Regions from separate parts of the Sus scrofa genome. Here region 1 is linked to region 2. A link is a contact called in public HiChIP or PLAC-seq data. All regions are on one chromosome and are shown on one strand. Each heading gives the region's core, a stretch centred on a gene start, on an enhancer-like site or on the middle of the called end of the contact. The rest is flanking DNA. Distances are from core to core; before and after follow the strand shown.

Region 1 (5,662 bases), core at 1,450-3,949, 100 kb after region 2:
ATGTCCGTTACATCACAATAAAACTGGGGGAAAAAAACAAAAAGTATATATAACTGCTAAAGATCAGATGAAACATTGGAAGAATTTAACTTTTCCTCTGTAATGGTGAATCCTAATTAAACACACAGAAGAATGGTTTATAAAACAAATTCTTAGTTGTATTTTGTTTTTCACCTTTTTTAATGGAAAAATTTTAAACCTATAACAAAAGCAGACAGCATAATGAACCGCCTTCGCTCAGCTTTAACAGGTATCAGCTTATGGTCAGTCTCCTTTTCTTGCCTGGGGAAATTATAGTTCCAAAGCCACTGGGAAGAATTGCTTGCTAGTGACTGACTTTTGAGAAAGTAGCTTCGTCCTCAGATAATGACAGTTGTTATTCTCTGAAATTGGTTTTCAAACCCTTCTTTCTTCAGTACTTTGTTACATTGTCTGGGCTGGGTGGTGGTGATAGGACAGACAGAAGGGGGGACGAAGATTGGGAGACGAAGACAGAAAGACAGGTGGAGCTGGGAAAGGGGTAACCAAGGGGTGAGAGGGGAGGAAGGGGTGGGGGAGAGACAGAGGGAAAGGGGAGAAGGGATCCAGAGGGGAGAAGGAAAAAGTGCGAGACCCCGAGAGAGAAGTGCTGGAGACAAAGTGAGACGACAGGCTGACAGGCAGCTGATGGATGGATAACTGGAGGGAGAACTGCTGAGTCGCTCTCCTGCTGCTTCCGTCTCCCCCCTCTCTTACAGGGCACTCGTCACAGAGGCTCCTCAGTGGGGTTGTGGGGACTCAGTGCAGGTGAAGTGCTGGGCACGGTGCTGTAACCCAGTGAAGGGATCAGTAAGTACTGGCTGTGACTAGATCACATTCAGTTGCATAAGTGTTAGTCTTGTTACTCTTAAATTCCTTTAGAGACTTAATCCTTATCAATCTTACGAGTCCTCAAATTTAGGTGATAGCATGATACAGTGAATACCTTAAAATTTAATTTAAAGGTGGGCCATGAATAGAAGTAGCCATTGCCTTTTAGAACCAAAATGCCTTTCACGGGGTTGTGTTCCGTTGTTCAGATGAGCACTAGGGACAGTGATGGCGAGTAGGACCTTCCGGGGACATTGCCAGCCCTCCAGTAGCCCCTTTGCTTGAGTCACTCGGGTCTAAACTGACCCAGGAGCCTCGAGGATGCTTTACGCGAGCACAGGAAATGTGAGATGAGTGTTTTCAAACCACGGAAGGCCTGGCAGGCAGAGGGGGAGGCTTTCAGTCTGTTGCAAATGGCCTGTGACAGACTGAAAATGCTTTTATGGCTCGCAGGCTCACGGCAGAGCTGGAAGGTTTGAAGCTGGGCCAGGGCAGGGCTTCGTGGAACCTCTCCCTCCCCACAGACAGGAGGTGTGTGGAGGCACCAGAATGTCACCGGGCCGTCTGCCTGTAGGAGACTGTGATAAACCCTATTTCTTCGGAAAGAGACATGTACTTTCATGTTCTACCTTGTTTCAGGATCCTGGCTGTGGTGTATATTCCATTTTAGAAGTGACTCTGTTTCCCAGATCTTTATTAAAGTTTTCCTGGTCAGGTGGCATTTGCCTTCCATCGTTGCTGCCTGTCATTTCTGCTACATTTACTACAGGCCGACAGATGATGCAGGTGCACTCCTCAGCCATGACTTAACACTGGACCTTGTTGCTGAGGACAAGTGCCAGGTGCCCTACAACTGAGTTCCAGAAGCGATGCGCGGTCAGCCTGTCCTGCATTGCGTTAGGCAGGTGCTGAAGACTGTAATGAGAGTGCTTGGTCCTGGAGTTGCTGCTGTGGTTTAGCAGGTTAAGAATCCGACTAGTATCTATGAGGCTGTGGGTTGGATCCCTGGCCTCGCTCCGCAGGTTAAGATCTGGCATTGCCGCAAGCTGCAGGGTAGGTTGAGGATGCGGCTCAGATCTGGCGTTGCTGTGGCTGGGTGTGGGCCGGCAGCTGCAGCTCTGATTCGACCCCTAGCCTGGGAACTTCCATATGCCTCAGGTGTGGCCCTAAAAAGGAGAAAAAAAAAAAAAGACTGCTTGGTCTCGGGTCCCAAGGAGTTCATATTATTGTGGTAACCTCAGTAAGAGAAGGCATAATTACCCTGTAGCGAGCGCAGTGCCCTGGTGCCAGGTGCCGCTCCTGCGCTTGTACAAAAGCTCTCTGCACGCAGAATGCCTGGACCCCTCCTGACAGCGGGCTAGGTTGAAAGCTTTGTGCACTTGAGAAGCTGAGGCTCAGAACTTACTGTCTTAGAAACACGGTGGGTTGAGATTTGAACAGTCCTTGTCTGCCATGGAGCCCAGGCCTACAGATTCCTTACCATGTCCTCAGCAGACACCAAGTCCTCCCCCGTGAGGCCACGTGGGAGCTGAGGCGGCGGGGAGGCAGGAGCGGTCAGAGGTCGACTCGAGGTAGTGAGGCCAGGAGGATGAGGGGTAGGCACGGGTCAAGGTGTGCACAGGTGAGGCAGCAACAGGGAGACTGCACGGCCTTTGGGGAGGCTGGAATGAAGAGGAGGTGCCGTGGGGGGTGATGGTCCCAGACGAGACCCCAGGGGCGGCGTGCCTGCTCCTGGAGCTCCGTCCCCTCCTGGGAGGTGTAGTGGTAACGACTCCCGCTGTTTCTGAGGGCCTGTTGCCTGCTAGGGACGGCGTCTCCTGCATTACCTGCAGACGGCCGCCACCCTGCAGGACACGCAGGTGACCGTGCCAGCATATGTCACTGAGCATTGACAGGCCGGGCCGCCTCCCAGGCTTCCTCTCCTGCCTCTTGGCCAGCAGCCACCTGGATGGATTTTAGCAGAAGAGGGACCTGGTCGTATTTCGATTGTGGAAAGACCCCTGTGGTGGCAGCGTGGTGGTGACATGCACAAAGAGGGCACGAAGAGGGCAGGTCGAAGCGGGCAAACCAGCCCAGGGTGTGGTGCGGCGTGGAAGGCACAGGACGGATCGGAGGCCTGGGGGAAGAGAGGACGCGGCCAGGGCGTGGCTGTGCCTCTGTGGGGGGAGAGGGCGAGGGCTGTGAGGGATGGGTTCGGAACGGTTTCCAGGGTGGTGGGGTCTTATTTTATTTTGGTCTTTGTACTGCATTTTCAGTCATTGTAGGCTTCTTTGCCACTAGACTCCCGAAAGGTGGTAGAGGATTCCTTTTATTTTTTGTCTTTTGCTGGAGGGAGGGGGCAGGGACCGTGTGTCTTCAGGAGAGCTAGTATGTGCACTGCTGAGGGGACAGAGGTTAGGACGGAGAATTCTGTTTTCTGATATTGACTGGCTGGGAACATCATAATGTAAAAGGATTCCCAGAAATAGCTACACCTTGGGCTAATTTAAATAACTTTATTTCTTTTTATTTTTTAAAGATTTCTCTAGAAATCCACTTAATTTATTGCCTATAATGCCCCTGAGTGGGAATGAAAATGCGTTTATTTTAAAAGAAAAAGGCGTAACTTGGACTTTACACTTGTTTATGGCAGCCCCCTTTCTGGTCCCTTCTCACTGTCAGATGACTGGTGTTCTACTGCGCCAAACCTGTAGGGTCGGAGGCGTGAGCTTGGAAGGCGCTTGGGGTCTGGGATGGAATTCAGAGGCTCCATGTCCTTGGGTAGAAAAGCAGGAAAACTTCATTTCACCGACTGCTAACAGAAAATTAGTATTTTATTTTTTAAAGAAGGTAGGACACCAACCACAGTAATATTAGCAGTACTTGCGACTGTGTCGCCGTAGAAATCAGGTGTCTTCAGGCCATAGTGGTTGTGATTATTGCACTCATCACGGCTTTGAAATGACAGCAGCTTCTGCTGGAGCTTGTCACTCGGTGTGTTAATAAAGAGGCGTATGTATGTAGTTAATGCATTAATGAAGAAGCACTGTATCACAAACTAATTTTTTAAAATGTTTTGAGGGCTGTTCCAATCCAGTTGTTTTCTTTGCAATGCTCAGTATTTACCTGATGCATTTACAAGCTTTATCCTGAGGAGAGGTCCCCAGGCGTCACCAGAGGGTCCACAGCGTGGCACAGATAAAGACCCTGATGTCTCAGGCTGGCCTTGGATCCCTGTGCTGCTCCTGCATCCCTTTCCAGGCACGTCTTGTTTGGGGTCCACCTCCTCCCTCACCCTTCCGAGCTCCCTCCGCTCCGTGTCTCTGTCCTTATAAATCCATCCATGGGACAGCACTTGTCTTCCGCTAGAGTTTTGCTCGGAGGGCATGTGCATTTTCATTAATGGCTTTTTTTCCCCACAAGGCACAGAGGCTGTGTGACGATGCCTCCTTGCACCACTGCCATGTCGCCCTACCCCTGCTCCCCAGCAGCTGACACCATGGTTTGGGGTTCTGGGAACATTCCGTTCATTGTGAGAAGTTAATGCCAGAGCTGTGTTCAGCTAAACTTGTGTGTGTGCATAGTTTTAACTGCTCTGGGTGTAGATTACAAAATAAAGGGCTGTGCAGAATGTAGATAAAATGACTTTCATCAAGTTCAAATTGTGGGAAATAATACTTTTCCTCTAAGCTCATATTATAAAAAGTTGTATTAGGCTGTTATAAACCGCCTTGAGAATAGTCTGAGCATGATCTCATCGGTTGGATCGGAGCACGAAATAAAACACGAAGCCTTCCCTCTTTTTCGAAGGATCTGTTTTATAGATTTTTAAATTGCAGAGATTCCTCGAACTAGAGGATAATAGTAAAGGGCCCGCAAAGGAAATACGAATAAAGCAACAAGGGTTTAAATAACCAAATGTGAGCAAAAGTAAAGGGACTGTCGATCATGTGTGACAAGCACGTCTCTTGCACTGCCCCCTACCTCCCGCCCCCCAGCTGTCTCCCGAGAGCCTGGTGGACAGTGATGACTGCCAGTAATGACTGCTGGCTGCATGGCTGGCTGCTCCGCACTCTAGAGGGCACTGTGACCTTGGGCACAAGCGCCAACAGGAAGGTGGGACCCTTCCCAGGGATGTTTTTCCTGGAGTGAAGCCTCCCCTCTGCTCCCCTCTGGCCTGAGGTTGCATCTTGCCTTTTCCAGTTTGTTTTCTTTTTTTTGTTTTTCTTTTTGCCATTTCTTGGACCGCTCCCACGGCATATGGAGGTTCCCAGGCTAGGGGTCGAATCGGAGCTGTAGCCGCTGGCCTACACCACAGCCACAGCAACGCGGGATCCAAGCCACGTCTGCGACCCACACTGCAGCTCTCGGCAAGGCCGGATCCTTAACCCACTGAGCAAAGCAGGGATCGAACCCGCAACCTCATGGTTCCTAGTCGGATTCGTTAACCACTGCGCCACAACGGGAACTCCATTGCTTTTTCCAGTTTGCCAGTGACGGCTTCAGCAGGGCAGCAGCCCCTGAGGGTATAGACCAGGTGTGTGTATTCACCTGTATGGTGAATATTTTGTAAGCATTGCTGATCCGTGACTCACAGCTTTAAGAAAGGGTTGTTTTTGTATAAAATGACCTTTAAATTGTGCTTTAAAGACCCCAGCTGTTTTCTTAGAATACTGTCCAAATAAGTTAATCACACACAGATCCAGTGAATTCTGTGACATTGTTCTTGCAGAATTTTCAGTTTGTTATTCTCATAGTTGGAGGCATAGATTTTTAGAGATTCAGAAGCCTTTTTTAGATATCACACTTCTTGGTACTCAACTGGCTAATTATT
Region 2 (6,007 bases), core at 2,588-5,087:
TATCAAGGTGAATTATCAATAACAGAATGGATGTTTTGAGTGCTCTGATAAACATGAAAACAAAGTAAGAAAAACGAAAATGGGAGAGGTGCCATCATGGCTTAGCAGGTTAAGAACCCGACTAGCACCCGTAAGGATGGAGGTTTGATCCCTGGCCTCGATCAGTGAGTGGGTTAAGGATCCGGCATTGCCATGAGCGGTGTAGGTCAGAGACGCGGCTCTGATCTGGTGTGGCTGTGGCAGAGGCCGGTAGCTGCAGCTCCATTTGACTTCTAGCCCAGGAACTTCCATATGCTGCAGATGCAGCCCTAAAAAAGAAAAGAAAAATGAAAATGGGGAAGGAAAGGTGTTTTTCTCCTATAATTGGAGCAGTAATGCATTAAGCTTTGAATAATTCAGGGTTAAAAGGTTAAAAACAAGATGCTAAAGTTCTCACTGAGAAAGGCTAGAATTCCTACGCGTTGTTTTTCTGATGACTATCTAAAAATGGTTCCCCGATTGAGGCTTTGAGAAACCTTTTTAAAAAGTTGCTATATGGGAGTTCCCATTGTGGTGCAGTGGAAACGAACGCAACTAGGAACCATGAGGTTACAGGTTCGATCCCTGGCCTCACTCAGTGGGTTAAGGATCCAGTGTTGCCATGAGCAGTGGTGTAGGTCGCAGACGTGGCTTGGATCTGGTGGTGTTGTGTCTGTGGTGTAGGCTGGCAGCTGTAGCTACAATTGGACCCGTAGCCTGGGAAGCTCCGTGTGCCACAAGTGTTGCCCTAAAAAGCAAAAAAAAAAAAAAAAAAAAAGTCTCTACATGAGAGGGCTATTTGGTGAACTATTTTTTACATGTCTGTTATAACACTACTCACATTTTATCTCTTTTATTCCTCTCCCAAGTGTATCACCTGTTTTGAGGAGCTTGCAGACAACTAAATACTGTATAGTATTTGTATATTGTATATACAACTGAATATTGTACAGGTGACATATATACAACTGAATATTGTCTAGGCAATATTGCAACTTTAGATTTGCTCACTTGTCATTTCTGAGAACAGATTCCCGGTTGTCTGCCCTTGAGAGACGGGAATGGGAAAGGATGGGAGCCTGCATCCTTGGTTTGGGTTGGTTTTGACCAGGGCCAGGGCTCCATGAAAGTTTATCCCCACTTCGTCTCCCAAGCGGCCAGCCTATGCTGTTCATTCTGTATATGCTGAATAATGATTACCTAGGTGAAAATATATAACGGTCTGAAAGCACCTTTTGGTGATTATTCACTTTCTGTGGCCCCACTAGAGGGTGCCCTTGTTAAGTGTCATTCTAGTAAGTTTGGGGGAAAAAAAAAAAAACTGAAATTTTTACACTGGTACTGAAAGCAACTCATGTGTTGCTGTGCTGTATAAACAAAGGGTGAGTGAGGACAAAATTAGATTGAACTGAGTCACTCTTAATGCAGTATATGAGCTTAAAGAGATTTGTTCACATTTGGCAACATTTATTTACTTCTGGTTGTCAGGCATTTGCTGGGCTCTGGATTCTAGTTTTTAAGCCCTCACGAGTATCATTCTACAGTGTTACCCAGTGCGTCACTCGAAAAAGTATACAGTCTGGGCTTGGGGTTAGCCTACAGCTAGAAAATGGTAGCAAGCAAGCCACGGAGACAGGGCTAAACCTGTAAATCCAGTGCAGTTGGCCTCTCCTCTTTGATGAAGCGTAGTCTCAGTCTGTGGGAAACGAGATCCCACGTGATCTGCACAATAACCTCACAAAATCTGACACGACCGCCGTTTATAAATGAAAGCCATGCAGAGAATGAAAGTGCCTTAGTTCAGCTCATTAGCAAATATGAATCAGTAGGTTTAAGCTCAAGAGTGATTATAAAGCAACCTTCAGAGGTGGGTTGGAAAAGGAAAGGACATGGGGTCTGGAAATCTCATTTCCCGTATCGAGACCAATACTTTGGGTTTTCTTGGTTTTTGTGAGGTTTTTGTTTTTGTTTTTTTTTTGAGACCAGTACTTTGAATTTTTACTGTTTTGCTCATTGCCTTTCCCTCCCATGTATGCTCTGGGAGGACAAGGATGAGTCTCCTCCCTGCCTCAGTTGTATCCCAGCACCTAGGACAGTGCTGTGCACACAGGAGCTCAGTGCTCAAGTGACTGAATGTTGGTTCAAGAAGCAACGAGGGTCAGTAAGCGTTCTGGTTTGATGGCTCAACTTTAAGCTAAACTAGAGAGTGAAGAATGAAGATTTGCAAGAAATGATTAAAGCATGAATAGGAATGAAAAGCAAAATCTTCGAAGAGAAAAATTAGGGTGCTCATCAGGATAAGATAATGGGTGAGTAAAGGGAATAAGGGTGTTGAAGTTTGAAGGATAAGTTGCAAACCAGGACCAAGTTCATCAGCCAGACTACTTTCTGACAGCAAAGCTAACCCAATCAACATCTGAAGGTAAACTCCAGTTCTAAAATTGGGCACACGTTTTCATAGGCTTCCTAATTCAGTACTTCCCAGTGACTTTTTTGAAGCCAATATCTATAAACTCATCAGCACCATTTCCCAATCCGGCAGAAATGTCTAAAATACACCATCCAATAATGGAAAGTACAGTGTCTGTACTATGACTATGGTGTCCCCCCACTAATAGTGCGACTTCTAAGAAGTCAATTGCCTAATGTCAGGTCAACAGTTATGGGAGTGGTACAACAAAAAAAACCAAAGGCTTTGGAGCAAGGTCAGTCTGGGCTCAAATAGTGACTCTTACAGAACGAGCCCACCATAAGTCACCTCATCTGTATATGGGGAATGATATTACATGCCTCGCTGTCTGCAGTGAGGATTAAATGAGCATCCAGTTTATGAAAAGCGTAATAGGCCTAGTATAGACCCGTGTTGTGATGAGTGGATCCTTTAGAAATGGGTATATCCTGGTCTGGTAGGTGCACTGCTCTGGGGAGACATGGGGAGTGGTGAATTGGGGGTTAGGGTACATTTTAGTTGCATATTTAAATGGGTTATGGCAGGTGTGGATTTGGTGTGTCTGGGTCACTGGCTAGCTCTGCAGGCCTACTAAACAATCTCGACTAAGAGGTTTTCATGTGAATACCTGTACATCTCTGAACTGTTTAACCCCTCCCCTTTTATTCCCCCAGTTTTATTGAGAAAAAATTAACACACGTCACTGTATGAGTTTAAGTTCAAAGTTTCCTGCTCACCCAAACGTCTATGATTGTGCCTGGCTTAGCCTCCGAAAGGCTCTTAACAAATGCTGTTTCTTTAGAATGAGCCTCCTGATATTCCGAAGAAATAATTCGTTAGCAGTCTGTCGGATGCTTTCCAGTTGTTTATTTTTCGCTGGTACTAATATTTATGTTTCTTGGAGAAAAGGTGGGAATGGAGGCGGGGGGTGGAGCGGTGAAGGCACCAAATACCTTGGTTTCCAGGAGCGAGCTAAATTTTCTCAAAGAGGCTCAAGGAAGTGATCCAACTCCGGTTCTGGGAAAATCCAATCCGCAGTTTTCTCCTTGCTTTGGTTTCTCGCCGGTCTACTAACAGCTCAGGGGAGACATTGGCCAGCCCTACGCGAAGCCGGCTAGAGTTCACCGGCTCCCAGGAGGGCGGGACGAAGCTCAGGAGCGGGAGCAGAGGGCAAGCCTCGGGTGAGCACCGACAGGGGCGGGCGCCGCAGGACCACAACTCCCGCCACGCCTTGCGAGCTGCGCCGAAGGTGGTTGGCTAGAAGCTCTACCCCACTGTCCCTACTGGCCAATGGGATGCAGGAGAGAGCCCTGACCCGGATTCTCGCGAACCAAAGGCAGTACAGGGGAGGCGGGAGCTTCCTTACCACTCGCCTTGCTCTCGGGAAAAAACCACATTTTAACAGGTCCTGCAGGACCCGGCCCTCGCGGGCAAGGAGGCTGGAGCCGAAAGGCGCTGCGGCGTACCCGAAAGCGGCGCCGAGAGGGTCCGGGTCCCCGCGAGGTGCGCACGGGACGTCACCGGGGGCGGGGCCAGGGGCGGGGCCTGGCCTCGTTGTGGAGCTGCTCGTAATCCATCATGGCGGCCACGGGGGTCGGTGACCGTCCCTGAGCAGCGCTGGAGCCGGAGCCGGTTCCCGGGTCCCGCGGTTGAGGAGCCCTTCCGTTGCCCACGGCCCTAACCTGCTGGGGGAGGTTGGGTCCCGCGGCGGAGCTCGGGGGATGTGACCGCCTGACGGCGGCGGCCGTAGCAACGTCCGGGGCCGGGGGAGGGGGTGTCTCTGGCAGAGACCCCCCCCAGGTTAGGGGCAGCTGAGGCGGCCGGGCCTACCCCCCTCCGCCCGCTTCCCGCCCTCGGAGCCTCGGGAGTCCTTCGCCCCTTCCAGCCCAGCCCCGACTCTGGGACCCTGAGGGTGGTCTCTTTCCCCAGACCTGGGACACCCCGATTCCTGAGGCGTGGAGGAGCGTCGCTCCCGAAGTAAGCCGCCCGCGCCCCGCCCTGGCAGCCTCCCTCTTACCCCCGAGCCGCCCCTTGCTCCTGCCTCCTGGGTTCAAGTGTGGCCTCGGAGCCCCCATTCAAATCCCCTTCCTGCTGTCAAGTGGCCTCCCCTTGCCCCCAGGTTGCTCCCGTGAGCCTCTAATGCCCTGACTTCTTCCAATGTCACCTACGGCCCCCTTAGTCTCAGCCCAGCCAGAAACTTTAATGCAAAGGAAAAGCCTGGACTGGTTTCACAGGCCTTTTAAAAAGCGGACTTAAAAGTTGCTGGCAATGCATTCCTTCTCGTCAGAGTCGAGGGCCAGCTCTCTCTGAAGGCCGGGTGACCCGTGTCCTTTTCCGGAGAGCAGGGTAGAGAAGCAGGCGAGGAGCGGCAGCTAGTGCGGCAGGAAATCTGCCGCGGAAGATGAAGACACCGAGATAGGGGGTGGGTGACTTCCCCAGGAAAAGTTCTGGAGGCGCATCCAAAGACAAGCAACATTTCCTTGATGTGTGGGAATCGAAATGACTTGAGCCTTACTGACCGTCTTACAGCATCCCCTGTGAATATTTCTGTTTAGGTTTTTCTCCTTGAAAGGGAAGAAGCTGTTACTCAGCCAGTAAAGGACACAAAATCAAGCAGCTTGGGTCCCATTGCCCTGATATGACTTCAAGTTGATCAACTGCGAAAATAATCGGAACTCCTGTTTACATATTGTCAACCTGAAATCTTCGCTTCCTTTCCTTATGGGAGAAGATGCCTTGTTGTGACTGACCTCAGTGACTGACTTGTGGCGATGCAGTGAATGTGAAATCCCACATACATACTGTTTTCCTTCTAGCTCACTGCCCATTCTGAAAGATCTTGAACCCTCTTCCGGAAAGGGGTGCCTACTGTTACTTTATGGGGCAGCAGCCTGGAAAAGTTCTTGGGGACCAAAGACGGCCAAGTTTGCCTGCCCTGCACTTTATCAAAGGCGCAGGGAAGAAGGACTCCTCGAGACACGGGGGCCCACACTGCAATGTTTTTGTGGAACATGGTGAGTGCCTTGCAAGCTTTCTGGTCCTGTTTTCAGCTTAGGCATTTTTGAACCACAGCACTCGCGTGGGTTCCTTTAGGTTCTACTTAAAACTTCTGTTGCTGTAGTTAGCTCTTGGTTTCTGTTGGAACTTTCTTTGTATAAGAAAACGTTACTTGGTGACACTGGTTGGCTTGCTTCAAAATCTCTGAGTTGCTTACTTCTTGCCTGATTCCATTTCTAACTCACCGTTGACCTTGGACAAGCCATTTTCCTATTCCAGGTTCCTGGGGAGGTTGGACTTAAGTCATTTCTCAGGATCCAGAGTCCATGATTCGGCTCTGACCTAAGGCGTGAGCCCTTCCTTCCCCTGAGGCGTGTGGATCCTTTACAACTTTATCTACAGAGAACTGTTCTCCTGTCCACGGAGGGGTTGGTGCTCCCCGCAAAGTTAAAAACCACAAGTCCTAGTTGACAGTAATGTCCTTGGCCCTTTTGATCATAAGTAGAACTTGAAAATTCTTGGGAGCTGTGTGGAAACAGTCAA

The links. HiChIP or PLAC-seq counts read pairs in DNA pulled down with a chosen protein or histone mark.
Region 1: a contact with region 2 is called in an H3K27ac HiChIP or PLAC-seq map of skeletal muscle. The contact joins the enhancer-like site here to the promoter of ABL1 in region 2. A contact is called at or near these places in 2 of 5 promoter capture datasets (fetal skeletal muscle and liver), 7 of 47 Hi-C or Micro-C datasets (embryonic fibroblasts, epiblast stem cells, mesenteric adipose tissue and 4 more) and 2 of 2 datasets of contacts at active chromatin or transcription factors (alveolar macrophages and skeletal muscle).

Annotation. Positions count from the first base shown.
Region 1 is chr1:270,862,837-270,868,498 of Sscrofa11.1, forward strand. All of the region lies in intron 2 of ABL1 (tyrosine-protein kinase ABL1), which reads left to right. Among named protein-coding and RNA genes, the nearest start is that of QRFP, 52 kb to the right of the region's middle. Within about 2 kb of position 2,700, at least 18 of the 83 cell types and tissues checked have an H3K27ac peak or open chromatin away from gene starts, as enhancers often do. A contact at or near this core is called in omental adipose tissue and skeletal muscle, where this site is marked.
Region 2 is chr1:270,757,804-270,763,810 of Sscrofa11.1, forward strand. ABL1 (tyrosine-protein kinase ABL1) reads left to right here and starts at 3,838. Exons shown (of 12, transcript XM_005660524.3): 1 at 3,838-3,970; 2 at 5,023-5,481. The coding sequence starts at 5,346.